3 separate regions of the Gossypium hirsutum genome follow, and all the other regions are linked to region 1. A link is a contact called in public Hi-C data. All regions are on one chromosome and are shown on one strand. Each heading gives the region's core, a stretch centred on a gene start, on an enhancer-like site or on the middle of the called end of the contact. The rest is flanking DNA. Distances are from core to core; before and after follow the strand shown. Region 1 holds the start of LOC107951375 (probable nucleoredoxin 3). Region 2 holds the start of LOC107951313 (probable trehalase). Region 3 holds the start of LOC107951298 (protein NTM1-like 9).

Region 1 (3,402 bases), core at 394-2,893:
GGTGATGAAACGAAAGGTAAGTAGTTTTGTCTATAATGACGATACGTGACTCCATAGGGGATGAAACCTTTCTATAACTGAATCGACTTGGCTGATATTTGTGTTTGATGCTTTCTGCACAGATATTCTTCTCCTTGATGTGGCTCCACTTACCCTTGGCATTGAGACTGTTGGTGGAGTAATGACCAAGTTGATTCCTAGAAACACTGTTATCCCAACCAAGAAGTCACAAGTTTTCACCACTTATCAGGACCAGCAGACTACCGTCTCCATTCAGGTACACTTAGTTATGCTTGCCTACATGTAAAATACTCAAGAATTGGATTTTCCTTTCCTTTTAATGCTAATAACTGTAATACTTTGAACCTTTATTTGAATTGCTGTGGTTTGATGTCAGGTCTTTGAAGGTGAAAGGAGTCTCACAAAAGATTGTAGGTTATTGGGAAAATTTGATCTTACTGGAATTCCTCCAGCCCCAAGGTTTGCTCTCCCCACCAATTCTCATTTGTATTTTCTGCATTTCTTCACCTGAATTATTCATTTATGGTTTGATCCCTCAATTTACAGAGGAACCCCTCAAATTGAAGTCACATTTGAAGTTGATGCAAATGGCATCTTAAACGTCAAGGCAGAAGATAAGGGCACTGGAAAATCTGAGAAGATCACTATCACAAACGATAAGGGTCGTCTGAGCCAGGAGGAGATTGAGAGAATGGTTCGTGAGGCAGAAGAATTCGCAGAGGAGGACAAGAAGGTGAAGGAAAGGATTGATGGTCGCAACAGCCTGGAGACCTATATCTACAACATGAAAAACCAGATTAATGATAAGGATAAGCTCGCTGACAAGCTTGAATCTGATGAGAAGGAGAAAGTTGAAACCGCAGTGAAAGAGGCACTTGAGTGGCTTGATGACAACCAGAGTGCCGAGAAGGAAGACTACGAGGAGAAGCTCAAGGAGGTAGAGGCAGTATGCAACCCAATCATCACAGCTGTGTACCAAAGATCTGGTGGAGCCCCAGGTGGTGGATCAACTGAAGAAGATGATGATTCTCATGATGAACTTTAAAAAACTGGTAATGACATTTTGATTGCTGAAACAAGCAAAGCAAAGCAAAGGGTGAGAAGGATGAGAGCATAGGTAGGTGAGATGAAGATATACAGGAATTTTTCTCCATGGTAGAAGTTAAAAAAGGGAGAATTATATCCCCCTTTGTTCGGATGTTATTTTTGGGTGAATGAATACGTTTTAACGGATATTATTTTTTTTGTTTTCATGACTCTCTCCCCTGGAACTTGTGATCTCTTTTATCTATGATTGAATCTGGTTCTCTTGATCCAAGAAAGAAAAATCCAGTAAATGTCCATGGTAGAAAATGTTAGTATTTCAATTTATTACGACTCCTATATTCAATTAACTCTTATAAAATTCTCTTGTTCTTTTTCTCTTAAATAGTAAACCCATAGAAGAGGGTGACAAAAGATGGAAGGCTTTTAACGTTGCTTTCCTGAAAGCCAAAAAGAAAAGAATGATTCTTGTTTGTGCCTCATTTTTACGCATAAAAATATTAAAATAAGTAATAAGTGGGCTCCATAAGAGATGATGGATTTGAATCCAAACTTCGAACCTATCCCGAACCTATCCTTATAAAAAAGAAAGAGGGCCGACGAAACATGAGTCAATGTCATGAATATATCCGTAGAAAATTGGATATGTTCCTCCCATTTATGGCTTAAATTCCCTGAAAATTGCTCATCGAATATTCCTGGTTGCGTGATGAGAATAAAACTTTTTCATCAAGTTAACAGTAAGTCGCGTAGCAGAATATAATAAACCTTTTATACCTAGCGTTTGCAATTCAGGTCACCCTGCACAAAAATAACCTCCCAAACTTCCTGTTTTAAGCCTTGTAACTACACAGTTGCCATGTCAAAGCCTGATTATCAGGCCACAAACTTGCCCCTTTGGGACTTCCTCACCATCTTGGCATCTGAAGGGGTTGACTTCCTGTTATCCGGTGAAGAAGATAAGGTACTCTTTGACAAAATTCAAATACCCCTTTTTTGCTTTCTTTAGTTGTCGACAATTTTTGATTATCTTGCTTGGACCATATGGATAAGATTAGTGATTTGATTATCCTAAGAAAGCGGTTAGTTCCTTTGCTGTGTGTTTTTTAGGTAACCTTGTCTTCATTTGATTATGAGAAAACGACGATCTGCCTCTTCTTCTCTGCAAACTGGTGCAGGCCCTGCCAAAGTTTTACCCCAAAGCTGGTGCAACTATACAACATGTTAAGAACAATGGGGAAAGAGCTAGAGATTGTGTTTATTTCCTTGGACCACGATGAAGATGGATTCAATGCTCACTTCGAGACCATGCCTTGGCTTACCGTTCCTTTTGATGTGAATTTGCATAAGAAATTACGTGAAAGGTTTCATGTTGTTCGTATTCCCTTTCTTGTTCCTTTAAACTTAGATGGACAATCAGTTGAAGAAGACTTGATTGGATTGATTGAAGATTTTGGCGAAGATGCATTTCCTTTCACCAAGAAGAGAAGAGAAGAATTGAAGGCTATCGATGATTCAAAGCGTCAAGGAGGAAAAATCGATCAACTTTTAGCTCGTCCAGGACGGGATTATGTTGTTGCTAGCGATGGTGGAAAGGTAAGATTATCTGAGAGTTTTTTTATATTAATGTAGGGTTAAGATATTATTTATGAGCCCGGTTATGTTTCGGGTTTTGTAGGTTTTAGTATCGAAACTTATTGGGAAGACAGTCGGCCTTTATTTCGGCGCACACTGGTGTCCTCCATGCCGTGCTTTCACTGCTCAGCTTGTAGAAGCTTACAACCAGCTATTGAGCAGCAGGGGAGACTGTTTTGAGGTTGTTTTGGTTTCTTCAGACAGAGACCAGAAAGAATTTGATGTCAACATAAGCGATATGCCATGGCTGGCACTTCCATTTGAAGACCGAACACGACAAGATCTGTGCCGAATCTTCAACATCAAAGCCATTCCTGCACTAGTTTTTATTGGACCGGATGGGAAACCGATTAGCACAAACGGGAAGAACATAATCACCCTGTATGGTGCAAAGGCTTTCCCATTCACTCAATCAAGCATTGAAGAAATTGAAGAAAGCTTGAGAAAAGAAGGGGATTCATTGCCTACGCAAATCCAGGACATAAAGCATCAACATGTGCTTAAACTGGACATGGCTAAATCATATGTCTGCAATTATTGCGAAAGACAAGGGAAGTTCTGGGCATTTTCTTGTGATGCCTGTGATTATGATCTTCATCCTACTTGTGTGGAAGAAGCAAGTTAAAAGTCTCAATGATGGGTAGTTCTATTTGTTTCCAAGGCAAATAAATGCTCCACCATACTCAAATTTGAAACCTTAGC
Region 2 (3,054 bases), core at 426-2,925, 710 kb after region 1:
TCAAGTTATCAATTCTAAACATCTCATATCATCCTATTATAAGCATGTATCAGTTCAATTTCATTTTCTTGAATGTCCTTTAAAATTTTTCATTTTATTCAATTTAACCCCTAAAATCAAAATAGTCATATCTTTCAAATTTGAGCTTCGTTTTACAATTTAATTTCAATCTCATCCTCTATAACCTCTCTACTATCTATTTTCATCAAAATCTCATAACATTTTTACAAATAAGTCACTTTAGTCTTTATGTTATAAAACTAATATTTAAACTTTACAAACTAGTCTTTTTTCATATCTAAGCTTAAAACCTAACAATTTAATACAAAAAACTTCAAGAAATCAACAATAATAACTTTTAAAAACTTTAACAATTTTGAAAAATAACACACAGGTAAGCTAGATTAAATTCCCGGAATTTCAAAAATATAAAAATTTAAAAAAAAACTAAGTACTTGAATTTTAAGGTTAAAGCTTCCAAAACGCTAAATAGCGTTAACCTTCTTTTGTTTATATTTGCTTCGGGTGAGTGGGGAAGAAGATAATGTAATTCCATCCCCAACTAACTTGATAATAATATAAAATTTTAAGTTATTTCTTTCTTTTTTTCTTTTCTTTTAATTAATTTAAATCATATTTTATATTAATCAATTTAATGACCCATGTTTGCTACCGTCAACTAATAGTATAATAACATGGTTTAATTGCTATTTCAGTCCTTTGACTCATTTCTTAATTAAAAGTCCATAACAATTGAACTTTTACTACTTTTACAATTTATTTCCTGTACCTAATTAATCATTAATTTGATAAACTTGGCTATCCAGAATTCAATTCACCTAGAATATAACTCCATAAATATTTAATAAAAATATTTATAATATCGATTTACAGAATCGAAGTCTCGAAATTGAATTTATCCAACACCAACAACTTTCAAATTGTTACAAAATCGCAAAGAGACAAAGAATTGTTCCCAAATAAAAAATATGCTTTTACCGAAGGGGTCAATAACATCTGTGTGAACCCTTGAAAATATATTTTCATCGAGCTGAAATTTGAGGAGCCAAAAGTATAACCTTCTTATCTAGCTAAACAACTTAGTATACCAAAATCATGGTTATCTGTATGGTACAGATTAGTAAATACATTTTGGTATATTATATCTTTTAAATTTTTGTATATTTCAATAATTTCGGTATATTTTAAATTGTTTGTTTCAATATTAATCTAAACAGATATTATATCTGATTTATATCTATTGATACAAACTTTTGATATGAAAACAAACACAAATACTAGTACATATCACTTTCAGAACATAAATATTACTTTCTATACCCTACATTCTAACCAATATCCAAAACCCATGGGAGAATTCACCATCGAATTCCCTTTCTTCCCCAGTTTCAATATATGCTAATATCCCTTCTTTTGGCCTTTAACTTTTGATTTTATCAATACTCAAAGAGACGCCGTTCCAAATATTTTCAAAGACCATGACTGTCACTATTTCTTTATTAACCAGCAATTACATTCATCCACTTGGCTAACCATTGTCCACAGTCGTAGTCAACTTCAAACTCTCACAGATCCAATGTATATTTTAATAGGATTTTTTTTTTGCCTATATATCAATGTTACAATGGTTGTCCACGTGCTTAGTCCTTATCGTAAATCCTGATTACCATCGTTTTGCGATTACATAACCGGCCGTCCTTTTCTTACTTTTTTTTTTCCAGATCCTTAAAAGTCAACACGCGTTAATCCATGTCTCGTCCAATCTCCTTTGATTCTACCCATCATTATGGCCCCATTTCTTTACCACACCAACCGTAAAAGGCATTTCCTTTTTCTCTTTTCAGTGTTCATTCTTTCACAATCGCTGCCTCCAATGGCCCTCGCTAACCCACTTTCACCTCCATCATCATGTACCAAAGGTCCGGGTCCTGTAATCCCTGCAACACCCTTACTAAGTTTCCTTGTACGTGTCCAAGAAACTGCTTTGCAAACTTATGGGAAATCGAATTTTGATCCTAAACACTATGTAGACTTACCGTTAAAGTCTAATCTTTCCACCACCGTGGAAGCATTCGATAAACTTCCCAAGACGGAAGATGGGTCAGTTTCTGTTAAGGATTTTGAAGCGTTTATCGGGAAGTACTTTACTGATGCAGGGGATGATGTTGTATATGCCGAGCCAGTGGATTTTGTCCCTGAGCCGCATGGCTTTTTGCCCAAGGTGGAGAGCCCAGAGGTGAGAGGTTGGGCATTGGAAGTCCATGCTTTGTGGAAGAATTTGAGCAGGAAAGTTTCGAGCTCGGTTCTTCATCATCCTGAATTGCATACTCTGCTTCCTTTGCCAAGGCCTGTAATAATTCCTGGTTCACGTTTCACTGAGGTTTATTATTGGGATTCTTATTGGGTTATCAGGTTAGTTTTTGACTTCATCATAATGTTTTTAATTTTAGGATCATAAAGGAATATTCTCTTGGAGATTGCTTCCATGTGGCTTCACAGTTTATTGGAGTTTTTAAGGAATCAACATACCTTAGTTTAAAATCTTAATGGGGATTGATGTTTAATATGTTTGTGCAGAGGCCTGCTGGCAAGTAAAATGTACGAGACTGCAAAAGCAATAGTGACTAATCTCATTTTCATGCTAGACACTTATGGTCATGTTCTTAATGGTGCTAGAGCCTATTATACCAATCGAAGGTAATGCTATTCAGTTATTTTCTTATCATTGTTTTAGGAATAAATGAAAATGGGTTTTCTTTTAACTTTTCATTTGTGCTTTTCATATTTTACATTATATCAAACAATGTAAATTACTACTAGTTTTTACGGTCTTAATTGCTCATTGCCTTGTACAACTATCTAATAGCTTCAAGGTCCCTTTTGCAGCCAGCCTCCTCTTTTGAGTGCAATGGTCTATGAGATATATAATCGGACCGGTGATGTCGAATTCGTTAAGAAATCTCTCCCACCATTGATTAAAGAATATCGATATTGGAATTCAGGTACTATGTATGTTTACTTTATTTGTATGAA
Region 3 (3,290 bases), core at 251-2,750, 760 kb before region 1:
TTATATTTTTTTGATATTTTTACTATTTTTATAATTTTTTTCTGATTTTTATAATTTTTTAATATTTTAATGGGAAAAATATTAGTTTTCAATATTTTAATGAGAAAAATATTAGATTAACCCAGAAGTTGCAGCATATCACCATTTGATTAGTTCATCAATTTATTTTAACGGTCAACGTGAACAATGACAGGAATTGTTAACGGATGGGCTTAATTGATTATTTTAGTTAATAGAAATGACTTAATTGAGTGCAAATTTACTGCATAAACTTAATTGATTTTTTTTTGCATATTTTAAGGACTATTTTTGACAAATTGTCTTCTTTCAAAAAACATAAGACCATCTTTTTAAGAAAAAAAACTCCCTTATAAGTAATATAATATTTAAAATTGAGTAAAATATTATTATAGTAACAATAAATTTTAATTTTAAAAATATTAAAATATTGATATTTAATATTATAATATTATTTTGATAATAGATTTCAATATTAATAATTATTTTAAATTTTAAATAGTATTGAAATATTTTTTTATTAATTTATTGTTATTAAATATATAAATGATAATTTCTAAATATTTAGTAATAATATTTTAATAGTATAAATGAATATTTGTTTTCATTTATCCTTTTGGCTCCGGTGTTTCACCATCCAACATCATACCTATAACTTCAAATTAAGTTAATATTAAATTTATAGGAGATAATATAGTTATTACTAGTTTGTCAAACGGTAATATTTCCATAATATTTTATAATTTATATTATGCATTTTTTATTTAAAAACTTTGAAAAATGATTTTTTAAAAAAACCAAATGATTACGTGAAATCATCCAAATATCATAAAAAATCAAAATTTTTCTATAAGCAATTTTCAGTCAAAGTTTAAGATTTTTTTACTTTTAGAATTTAGTCTTTATTTTTTTATTTTTAATAATTTAGTCTTTTTACTTTTTAAATTTTAAATTTTAGATTTAATTATTAATTTGTTAATTTTTTTTTAAATTTGTTGACACGATATTTTGAAAATTTAAAAGAAAGTCTCACTTCACGATTATGTAACAGAAAATAACATTTGCAATGAATCTGAATTTAATAGAAAATTTCATGGTATTAACAATTGAACATATATTTTTAAATTTGAAAAGCAGAGGGACTAAATTCATTGAAATGAAAATAAGAGGAATAAAGTTCAAATGTACAAAGAATACAAGGACTTGGAGCAGTTTTTAACCTTAATTAATATATTTTGAAGTTTAGTAGTAATTTTAGAATCTAAATCTGGTTGCAAGTAATCCATATATATAGAACACTAGAAAAGCACGTGAATGAATCAAAAAAAAAGTTTCTGGGCAAATATCACAATATTATAGCCAGCCGGGCGCACGAGGCAAAATAAATTTTTCCTTTTTCTGTTTTAATAAAAACCAATAGAAAAAGCTTGAACTTTACTGAGACTATAAAAATACGAAAAGGCTTGCGTGATAAGCTAACTCACTGTGCTCCTTTTCCTCAGTGCAACATTACAATGAAAAGACGTGGACGGTATTATCCAAAAAGCAAGAAGCAAAAAAAAGTGACAAAAGCGTAGAGAGGGTATTTTGGTAATTGTGTAGGATCTAGTGCTCCATTGCCTTAGCCTACGCTGGAAAAGGAGGAAAAAGGAGCTCAATTATTGGGTGGCTCAATTCGCCGTCCACACCGGGGTTTTTTCTACGCTGTGGGCGCCTCTCATCGTCTTCCTCTTGTAATGCGCTTCAGTCTCCACCAATGGTAGAGCGACACGGCTGCAAAAAGGGACCGGACATGGTCACGTGATTACTCACACATGATTTTTTTTTTTCACATTTACTTGGCTTTGCGGCTTTACCCTAAGACGAAAGCGACCTGACGGAGCTCTCAACTGAAAATCAACTAATTTACCTTCCTAAGTAATCTAGTTGGATAGTCACTGAAGAAGAAGAAGACAATTTTACTCAGAATCGAGAATTTTTTTTTTGAAAACTAGCAAAGGATGGCAGTTTTAACGATGGAAACGTTGCCTTTAGGGTTTAGGTTCAGGCCGACTGATGAGGAGCTCATCAATCATTACCTTAGATTGAAGATCAACGGTCGTCATTCCGAGGTTGGTGTCATTCCTGAAATCGATGTCTGCAAATGGGAGCCATGGGATTTGCCTGGTATTTCTTTTTTCTCTTTTTCTTTTGCGTAAGAAAGAAATTATTGGTTTAAGTATTGTTTTGATTCTTTGATACCTTAGCCTTAGCCAAAGCGTCAGCTGGAAATTTTGCTTTATTCGCTCAATATATGAAATTAATATACATTTTATTTCATAAATTCGATTCCTACAACTTGCAATTTGAGGTAAACTTACGGTTTTTTTTTTTTTTGAAATTCCTCTCTGCGAAAAAAAGTTTTTATGTTCCAAAATTAGTTAAATTCTGAATTTTTATTACTGGGATGGTTGAATTTAAGTACAGGACTGTCGGTGATAAAATCGGACGATCCAGAGTGGTTCTTCTTTTGCCCGCTTGATAGGAAGTACCCGAACAGCCATCGTTCCAACAGAGCTACGGATAAAGGATATTGGAAAGCAACGGGTAAGGATCGAACCATTAAGTCTAAAAAGTCACTGATTGGCATGAAGAAGACTTTGGTTTTTTACAAGGGCCGTGCTCCCAAGGGCCAGCGTACTTACTGGATCATGCATGAGTACCGTCCCACTACAAAGGACCTTGATGGCACCGCCCCTGGCCAGGTTTTCCTTCTTAATTTTTAGGCTTGCTGTTCTTAGTTAAGGGTTTGATTCAAATAAAAACAAGAATGTCTATATGACTTGGACCCTTTTTCTTGGTGCAGAGTGCTTTTGTTCAATGTCGATTGTTTCATAAACCGGAAGAGAAGAATGATATTGTGAAGTACGATGAGGTTGAGCAAACCGTATGTTCGGCTGCCATGACAAAATCTGCTCCTGATGATGATACATCATCGGATCTTGTCCAAGATACCATATCATCTGAGACACAAGCTCAGAATCCCGATACTTCCATGCCAAATGGTCAAATAACGGGTGACAGCTGCTGCAATAGTCATATGACTTCTGATGCAGAAGATCACGCAGCTGAAGAAACCTTGGTAGAAGTCAACAAGTTACCTATATTCTAGCATTGTTGCATGCATCATTGTTTTATATTGACTATACCATGACTCTTGACAAGAACTGTTTTTTTGCTTATTAACACAGAAATATCCGCTCTTGGGAAGCAATTCAGACTTGTATGAACCC

The links. A called contact is a pair of places that touch in the nucleus more often than the background predicts.
Region 2: a Hi-C map of leaf shows a contact between it and region 1, with 2.2 times the contacts expected there. The contact joins the promoter of LOC107951313 here to the promoter of LOC107951375 in region 1. A contact is called at or near these places in 3 of 34 Hi-C or Micro-C datasets (all in leaf).
Region 3: a contact with region 1 is called in a Hi-C map of leaf, with 2.4 times the contacts expected there. The contact joins the promoter of LOC107951298 here to the promoter of LOC107951375 in region 1. A contact is called at or near these places in 3 of 34 Hi-C or Micro-C datasets (all in leaf).

Annotation. Positions count from the first base shown.
Region 1 is chrA02:42,872,166-42,875,567 of Gossypium_hirsutum_v2.1, forward strand. It overlaps LOC107951375 (probable nucleoredoxin 3), which reads left to right and starts at 1,644. Exons shown (of 3, transcript XM_016886406.2): 1 at 1,644-2,029; 2 at 2,176-2,661; 3 at 2,744-3,334. The coding sequence starts at 1,925. The coding sequence ends at 3,325. LOC107951374 (luminal-binding protein 5) reads left to right here. Exons shown (of 8, transcript XM_016886405.2): 5 at 1-16; 6 at 123-277; 7 at 398-480; 8 at 568-1,254. The coding sequence ends at 1,066.
Region 2 is chrA02:43,580,574-43,583,627 of Gossypium_hirsutum_v2.1, forward strand. It overlaps LOC107951313 (probable trehalase), which reads left to right and starts at 1,676. Exons shown (of 10, transcript XM_016886316.2): 1 at 1,676-2,433; 2 at 2,599-2,718; 3 at 2,908-3,023. The coding sequence starts at 1,808.
Region 3 is chrA02:42,110,837-42,114,126 of Gossypium_hirsutum_v2.1, forward strand. It overlaps LOC107951298 (protein NTM1-like 9), which reads left to right and starts at 1,501. Exons shown (of 6, transcript XM_016886298.2): 1 at 1,501-2,184; 2 at 2,480-2,762; 3 at 2,864-3,139; 4 at 3,249-3,290. The coding sequence starts at 2,162.